Linked DNA regions of Arachis hypogaea: region 2 is linked to region 1. Evidence: chromatin contacts called from public Hi-C data. All regions are on one chromosome and are shown on one strand. Each heading gives the region's core, a stretch centred on a gene start, on an enhancer-like site or on the middle of the called end of the contact. The rest is flanking DNA. Distances are from core to core; before and after follow the strand shown. Region 1 holds the start of LOC112786720 (RING-H2 finger protein ATL78). Region 2 holds the start of LOC112785191 (serine/threonine-protein kinase ATG1t).

Evidence for each region. A called contact is a pair of places that touch in the nucleus more often than the background predicts.
Region 2: a contact with region 1 is called in a Hi-C map of an unstated tissue, with 3 times the contacts expected there. The contact joins the promoter of LOC112785191 here to the promoter of LOC112786720 in region 1. A contact is called at or near these places in 2 of 8 Hi-C or Micro-C datasets (leaf and an unstated tissue).

What each region holds. Positions count from the first base shown.
Region 1 is chr20:111,060,565-111,064,533 of arahy.Tifrunner.gnm2.J5K5, forward strand. LOC112786720 (RING-H2 finger protein ATL78) reads right to left here and starts at 1,921. Exons shown (of 1, transcript XM_025830092.3): 1 at 887-1,921. The coding sequence starts at 1,832. The coding sequence ends at 1,131.
Region 2 is chr20:111,628,134-111,632,744 of arahy.Tifrunner.gnm2.J5K5, forward strand. LOC112785191 (serine/threonine-protein kinase ATG1t) reads left to right here and starts at 1,836. Exons shown (of 8, transcript XM_025828642.3): 1 at 1,836-2,340; 2 at 2,504-2,621; 3 at 2,726-2,784; 4 at 2,976-3,040; 5 at 3,145-3,238; 6 at 3,321-3,401; 7 at 3,477-3,588; 8 at 3,677-3,979. The coding sequence starts at 2,089. The coding sequence ends at 3,744. LOC112785190 reads right to left here. Exons shown (of 7, transcript XM_025828641.3): 7 at 4,160-4,611.

The sequences.
Region 1 (3,969 bases), core at 671-3,170:
AGAATAAGTACAAGCTCCAGAGACACAAAATCAATCGTGGATATATCAATACATTTATTTATCATTTTTCTTATAATTAAAATGAAATATTTTCTATAAAACTAAAAAAATGTTAAATACATGTATTGATGCATCCATGGTTGATTTTGTGCCTCTGGAGCTCGTACTTATTCTCCAAATTATTGACCTTGTTCTTATACTACTGTCATGTAGGACATTTCGTTAATTATTTATTTTTAACCTGACGGTGGAACTAAATTGAAGCTAAATGAAACTTTTTTGAATTCAAATAGAACACTTTAAACCTTAAAAACTAAAACAGGATTACTCAGGGACTAATTTAGTTCTTTAACCTTATTTTTTTATTGTTGTCGACATTGAAGATAAAAAATCATTATTCCTCCTTTAGGCACACATCTCAAGTAAAGGATAAAACATCAATAAAAAAACTTACAAATGTTACTACATAATTAAGTTATTTGGATAACCAAATTTAATTAAATTAAACCAACAGTTTATTAACACAACAAAAACTAATTAAAAAAAAAACACATAAGAAGAAGAAAAAAAATTAATTACAAAAATAATTTATTTATCTAATATTTTTCGTAAACTTAAACCTTTAAAGATAAACACACCTCTACGATATTTAATAATATGGGGTCTAATTGTTCAAATAAATATATATAATTTAATTGACTGCATTATAGGTTATTAGCTAGATAGATAAGTTTCACTTAAAGTTGGGATTTGAATTTGACTTTATTTAAAAAAAAAAACTCTTCTTTTATAGAGATTGCTTGTTCAATTCCTTAATTTGCTTAAACTATCTAGCTGCCTGACTAGGCGTCCATTGGAATTAAATTCATTTACGAAGCAACAGAAATTTCTAATAATTTACAATTCAATAATGCAATTTCAATTTAAACTTGCTTTATACACTTGAAGAGAGCTAAAGCTAAAAGCCTAAAACAACAACAAAAGAGTTTCAAACTCTATGCACATTTCACCAATAATAATTAACCATAACCATCACTACATGCTAAACCCTATATATAGTCCTAATTAATTAATTAATTAATAACTACTACAACTTAACCAGCAGTGCATTGATGAATATGGTTGAATAATTAATTGGATTCCCTATAGTTACGCACCAAACGTTCTGGGTCCAATGGTGCTATGGTAAGAATAGTTTCTGGCAATTGTGATGATGATGATGAGGTAGTAGCCCCAACAATCTTGTGGCAAGTCTCCATAAGGCAGTGTCTGCATTTGGGGCAAGAAGAATGCGAACTCAACCATTTATCAATGCACTTTATGTGGAAACCATGGTTGCACTTAGGCAAAATCCGCAACCGGTCGCCGAGGGCGAAATCAGACAAGCATATCACACACTCTGAGTCCAAACTAGGAAGGTTGAGTTCATTTGAGTAACTTAGTGTTGTAAAAGTCTTGAGTGCTTTCTTCTTGATTCCGGTGTTGACCACTCTTGATGATGAAGTGTGGTGGTTATTATTACTATCACTATTATTGGTACTCACAACTAAGCTGGAACACTTTAATGCACACCTTATGATGGAGTTTAATCCAAGTGAGCATATTAGAGCACATAAAAGTACTGAGAGTACCATTACAACATTTGCATCAAAGGTTCCATCTCCAAGGTATGATGATTCTGGTGATGAGCTTTGGGGGCTATTTGGTGGGTTGGGTGATGAGCTTGGTGATTGGTTGAATGACGGGGTAGTGTGTAAGAGTAACCTTCTTGAGTGGAATTCTAAAAGAAGTTCATGGATCAGAGGTGAAGTGAATGAAGTTGAAGCATACATTATATTATTGTTGGAGGGTGTGTAATTGTATTGTAATGTGTTAGTTAGAGCTTCTTGTGGATGGTTGCCTATGCTATTATATAGAAGGAAAGTTCACATCCTTGGATTTGGTGGCTGCTTTTTATTAGAGTATTAATTAATTTATTAAATAATTTTATATTTTTTAATGAATTTTACTTTTAACTTAAGATTCATTTTTGAGACTCTTTTAAAAAAAGAATCATAATATTATTTATTATTCTCTATCTCAATAATTTAAATTTTTTGTCTATTCCTATCAATATAAAAAATGTTACATGCACACACAAAATCAATCACTATATATTTATCCATAAATAATTAAATATATATTTTATATTTCAACGTATATTTTATACAAATAGTTAATTTAGTAATTGATTTTTTACATACGTCCATATTAATATAATTTGGTGTTTTTAATTTATAAAAAAGCACATATAATAATATATAAACTTCCTATAACTAAATATATTTGAGTATTATGGAAGTTGCACTTAATTAATTGCACAAAAGTCAAAACATTTTTTTAATATTAATCTCTCTAATCCAAAATCATTAATAAATAAATGTTGTTCCAACCAATCATATGTGGTTATCATTAATAATTGGGTTAACATTGGTTTGTTGGTAATTACTGGTTTTTAATAATGTTTGTCATTGCTGTTTTGAGATATATTTGTAATTAAGCATATGCATGCAATGGATGCTCCACTGATTAAACCTTTTTGTAATGGTCCTTCGGATCAAGATGGGTCCATGCAATCCCACTTTGCACGCAGGAGGATGTGCCGCGTGGCATTTGGGTTTCATATATCATATGATATCAGAAATTTGTTGCCCCTTATGAATTGAAGGGAATTGCGAAGCTTCCTAAAAGAGATCGATCATCGATGACTAGAAAGTTGGAAAATTTTGCTTTTGATTTTCAGGTTCATCTTTTACGTGTCGTATCTTTTTGGGTCCCAATAGAAAAAGATGAACAAAGTAGCCTAATGATCCGTACTTGCCCATAGAAGGAGTTCAATTCTGGTAAATGATTTCCTTTTCTTTTCCACCTTCCCCTTCTGAACCTCAACGAAAGAGACAAGGTAAGCAGCATGAACATCATTCTTAGCGCAATCATGATTAGTTCCTTAATTACCACTGCAAGATTTGTGTTTATGATATCACAGCTAAAGGACTAAATTGTCCAAGTTTATTTAAAGGTCATCTGTCTAATAAATTACTGTATAAATTGCTATACGTACAAGGCACAATTTAAATTTAAACACTTATACAGACTATTCCACTAATTTAAGTTAATTACAACTTTTACAACATCTATTTACCTAAATTGTCTACAAAGTAATTATAACAAGTCATAACAAAACTGCATAAAACTTAACGGATTATAATAAAAATCAATTTCTAAGATATCAAAATAATCAGGATATATATATATATATCGGCATGCAATTATCATGACATATATATCCTTGAGGACAACTTCAATTTAAAATCTATATATGAACTATTTCTTGTTTGTATAATTGTATGTAACAAAAAAACAACAAACGAAAAAATGAATTTCTTTGTTCAGTTATGATATTTTTCGACACTGTTGTAATGTCAACTTGGGGTAATGCTACTTTAGCAATATTTATTAATGATTGATTATTGTCTGTCTACATTCTTGTAATTCAGAATCATACACAGAACAATCATGATTATTCTTCTTACTAGTATCCCCTGTATAGTGTGCATGATATATAATACTGTATAATAATATTGTGTTAGTGCCTTATCGGATAAAAAATAATGGTCCCAAATATCCTTTCCAGCACAATAAATAGTTATGCAATCTTCACACCATGTGCAACATGTTACATCAGAATCTCTTGGATTTCCGAATTGTAACCTTGAATAAAGGAGCATCAGTCTTTATTCTTTAATAATAATAATAATAACAATAATAATAATAATAATAATAAAATTGAACAAGTTGACTCAACTCAATGTTACTAGGATAAAACCAAATCTTATGCCGATCCGATTCAGTTTGTCTTCACCTGTAGTTTGTGGTTTAAAAACGTGGCATTGATGGCTGAAAGTACTTGTGTTTCACTTAAGAAGTTAA
Region 2 (4,611 bases), core at 586-3,085, 570 kb after region 1:
TTTTTTTTTTTCTATTTCTTTCCTTCTAATCAAACATAGCCTAATAGAATATATTTAGAAAATTATTTCGCTTACGTTAAAATCAAATTTTTGTTTACTTACATTTATAAATACTAATATTTTTACCCGTAATAACATTATGAGAATATAAATTTTTTAAAATTACGGTTTACTTTGTTCTGATAGTATAGATTATGCATGGCATAAAAGATTTATAAAATCAAATTACTTTTACAAAAAAAAGTCGTAGGTTGACAAAAGTCTCTGACTAAGAAGACCAAGGTATCTGTACATAAAAAATTAAATAATAAGATTTTTTATTTATTATTTTTATATAAAAAACTATTTTTTTATTAATAATTAATTTTAACATTCGTTATCTAAAATTTAAAATAATTTAATGTGTATACTTGTACATTTAATTGGGTGTTAACTGTTAAGTCTGTTATATAAATAGAAATAATTAATTTTTATACTTGCTATTTAAAAATAATATTTTTTCCTGTGTATATAAAAATATAATTAGATATTAGTATAAAAAATTATACTGATAGTTATAAAATTAACTCAATTAATTTTTTTGAAGAATTGAATCTTGATTCTAACTTTTAATTATAACATTAATATTCTCTCCAAATTATATGTAATAAATATTTGAAAGAAGAGAAATGAAATTAAAGATTAGAAAGATAAGCAGTGAAAATTTAAAACTAAATAAAAAAAACTAAAAAATTTTGTAGATAATAACAATAATAATATTATTTTTTATTTAAATTATATTATTTTGTTAATTTTGTTTTTTGTAAAATAGAAAGATAGAAAAAATAGAGAATGAGAAAAAAGAGAGAGAAAAATAAAGATGAAGATAAAGATGAAGAATGAGAGTGAGAGTGAGAGTGAGAGTTTGTTAATTTTGGAAAAAAATTATTTTAATTGTAAAAAAATATCGGATGATAAAAATAGTAGAGAGAAATAGAAAATTGAAAGAGGTAGATGATAGAATTTAGGAAGGGAGTTTATTAATTTTGAAAAAAATATTTTTTTTTTCAATTTTAATAAGAGAGTGTCATGTGACACAATTGATTATTAAATTAGATAGTAATATATGATACATAATATAGGTATATTTTAATTTCAATTTTAATATTTTAATTTTAATTTTAATGCAATTAAAGAATGTCATGTTGTACATTTTGATTGTCAAATTAGTAATTAGTCATTGATATTGATAACGATATATAAAATAGATAGAGTGGTTGAAGGAATGAGAGAAATAGAGAAAGAAAAAGGAAGAATGGGAGAACTCTTTAATTTTGGAGGAAAAGATTTGATTTCAATTGTAACGAGGGAGTGACATATGACATATTTTTGTTGTAAAATTAGTAAAGAGAAGGAAAGAATTCTTTAATTTTGGAAAGAAAGATTTAATTTCAATTATAATAAAAAAGTGATATGCGATACATTTTTCTTGTAAAATTAGTAAGGAAGAGAAGAGAATTTCTTAATTTTAAAAGAAAAAATTTAATTCCAATTACAATAAAAAATGATATATAACACATTTTAATTGTAAAATTAGAAATACAATATATGATAGATAAATGATAGATTTGTAATTAGAGATTTGCAATTAAAATAAAAAAGCGAAAAGGTATTTGCAGTTGAAGTAAAAAGGCGAAAAACATTTCTAATTTAGATATAATAAAGAGATGTTATGTGGCATTTTTTTGCTGCAAAATTTTATATATATATATATATATATATATATATGAGAAATATTAGGGGACAGCAACTTTTGGGATTCATAGCCATTAAATAGTCATCAATGAGATTTTTAATGGTGTGAGATTAGTGTGAGATTTCATCCAATGACTCACTCTTCTTTGATGGTTATGCTGGCCAGAATTTGATAAAGTTGCTGGTCCTATTAAAAAATAAATTTAAATAGTAACTGTTTGATTTGGTCCGTACAATTTTTTCCACGTGAAACGGTGAAAGAGACGGATAGCAGAGAAGAGAACATTCCACACAGAACAATCGTGGATCAAATTTGTCAAAGAAGCAGCAGCAGTTCTATCACTATCAACAGGAATGGAAGAAGAAGAAGAAGAAGAGAGCGAATCGGTAAGAGTAAAGGACATCCTTCTGAAGCGGAAGATCGGAAAGGGGTCGTTCTCGGCGGTGTGGAGGGCGGAGCAAAGAGGCACCGGCGAAGAGGTGGCAGTGAAACAGGTCTTCCTCTCCAAACTCAGCCCTCGCCTTAAGTCATCGTTCCACTGCGAGCTCAATTTCTTGTCCTCCGTCAACCACCCCAACATCGTTCGCCTCCTTGATTTCTTCCAGGTGGTTCTTTTTTAATTTTAGCTTTTCTTTGAATGCCCTTTTTCTTATTTTTTAAATTTAAGTGAAATATGTTGAGAAAACCAATTCTTTGTTGCATAATTGAAGGATCATTTTATTATTATTTTATTATTTAAACTTTCGCTATTGCTGTTTTCTACTTTAGTATGATGGATGTGCGTACTTGGTGATGGAGTTCTGTGCTGGAGGGAACCTTGCTTCTTATATCCGATTCCATGGGAGAGTTCAACAACAAACTGCCAGAAGATTCATGCAGCAGCTTGGTAACTCTTTTACCTGCATTCTTTATTGAAGTATTCTTTTGGTGTTGGTGCTTGTTTTAGCCTTGCAAGTTTGCAACTAAGGAGTTTGTCTCAGTGTTTTGCAGGTTCTGGTATGAAAATATTACAAAGTCATGGTATCATTCATAGAGATTTGAAACCAGAGGTAAAGCTAAAATGAAAAATGTATGTGACATTGTTGCTACTTTGGTTTGAGATGCCTATTACTTCGATTGGTGGGATTGTGAGGGCCATTAGTATGTAGCTTGAATTGTTCATGAAAAAGATAATCTATTTGTAGCGAATATCACTTTGCTGGAAACAAATCTGTTTGCATTGATGGTGGTGTTGAATCAGAACATTTTGCTATCAAAACCCGGAGATGATGCGATTCTAAAGATTGCAGACTTTGGTCTCTCAAGGTAGTTATCAGTTTAGGGGAAATAAATATAAGTAGTTGCAATTTGTATTTTTATTTAGTTTCATGTTGTTACCCCAACTTCTTTGTCTTTCATAAAATATGAAGAACTGTACGTCCTGGCGAGTATGCGGAGACAGTCTGTGGTACGCCATTATACATGGCACCGGAAGTTCTTCAGTTCCAGAAATATGATAGCAAGGTATCACCAGCCGTCTTTGCTTTTAAGTATTAACATTGACATCTATAAATTGGGTTTAGTGAAATTTTGTTTTGTGTTATAGGCAGATATGTGGAGTATTGGGGTTATTCTTTTCGAGCTTCTAAACGGCTACCCTCCTTTTAATGGCAGAAATAATGTTCAGGTAAACATCATGACTTTAAACAGGAATAAAAAGTTTCATTCTCCAATCATGGCTGATACAAGATGCTTATTTCAGCTGTTAAAGAATATCAGATCATCTACCGGCTTGCCATTTTCTCAGATCATTCCTTTGGGATTGGATCCTGATTGTCTTGATGTTTGTTCAAAACTACTATGCTCAAATCCAGGTTATTGGCATCTCCTGTATTACTTATATTTTCCTTCTGTTCAATCAATTAACTTAGAAGAATTTAATTACTTCTCACTCCATTGCAGTGGATCGCCTATCTTTCGATGAATTTTATCAGCATAGGTTTCTACGAAGAAAAGTGATGGGAGCTTGATGGTAACCCACGATTAACTTCTTGTTCATAATTTCCACAAGATCAGCAATTCAGAACCCAACATGGCAACTTCTTTACAAGTCCAACAAGGCAACAAGAACAATATCCGACGATCACATATGTAGCCATAAGATATTAACCAAAGTCGTTACTCTAATGAAGACATCATGTGAAGATGATATTATAAACCATTAAATAGTTTAATATATTTAACTAAATATGTTTAATTGAATTATCCATCGATTCGCAATATTATCACAAAGATGTCTTCATGAAAATAGTCAACTATTAACCAATACTAAAATTCAACTGGTTCTAAACATTTAGATAGATTTTTGTAATGGTCTTTTTTTTTTAAGGCGAGGCAAAATAAGTCCACTGCGATTTACAATGTTTCTCGTTATTGGCGAAAACATGAATGAAACGCTATCTTTTTCCTCACTTTGATTACACTATAATCCATTCAACAAAACAAAGCCTAATGATACAAATTACGGAATCAGTTTAACTATATTTTAGTTGTGTTTTCCACTCAAATGATATATATGCACGAGACACAGAGACTTAGCTCTATGGTTCCTGGCTGAGGCACTGTGCAGCCTTATTCCAAATTTGACTCGCACATCATACTCTTCTGATGCAAGGTTCCCCCATCCATGTCCGATATGGCGATATGTTTTAATAGAATACATAATTTTATAAAGGATTATGTTAACACACCCCCACCCAACATTGTACATGTAAAGACAATTATTACAACACAAGCACAATATATACATCAGTGACCTGAGGATCAGAATCCAAAATAATGAATAACCACAGCAGCATCGAACGAGATGGCATTCCATGATTCTGCCTGAGGATTCT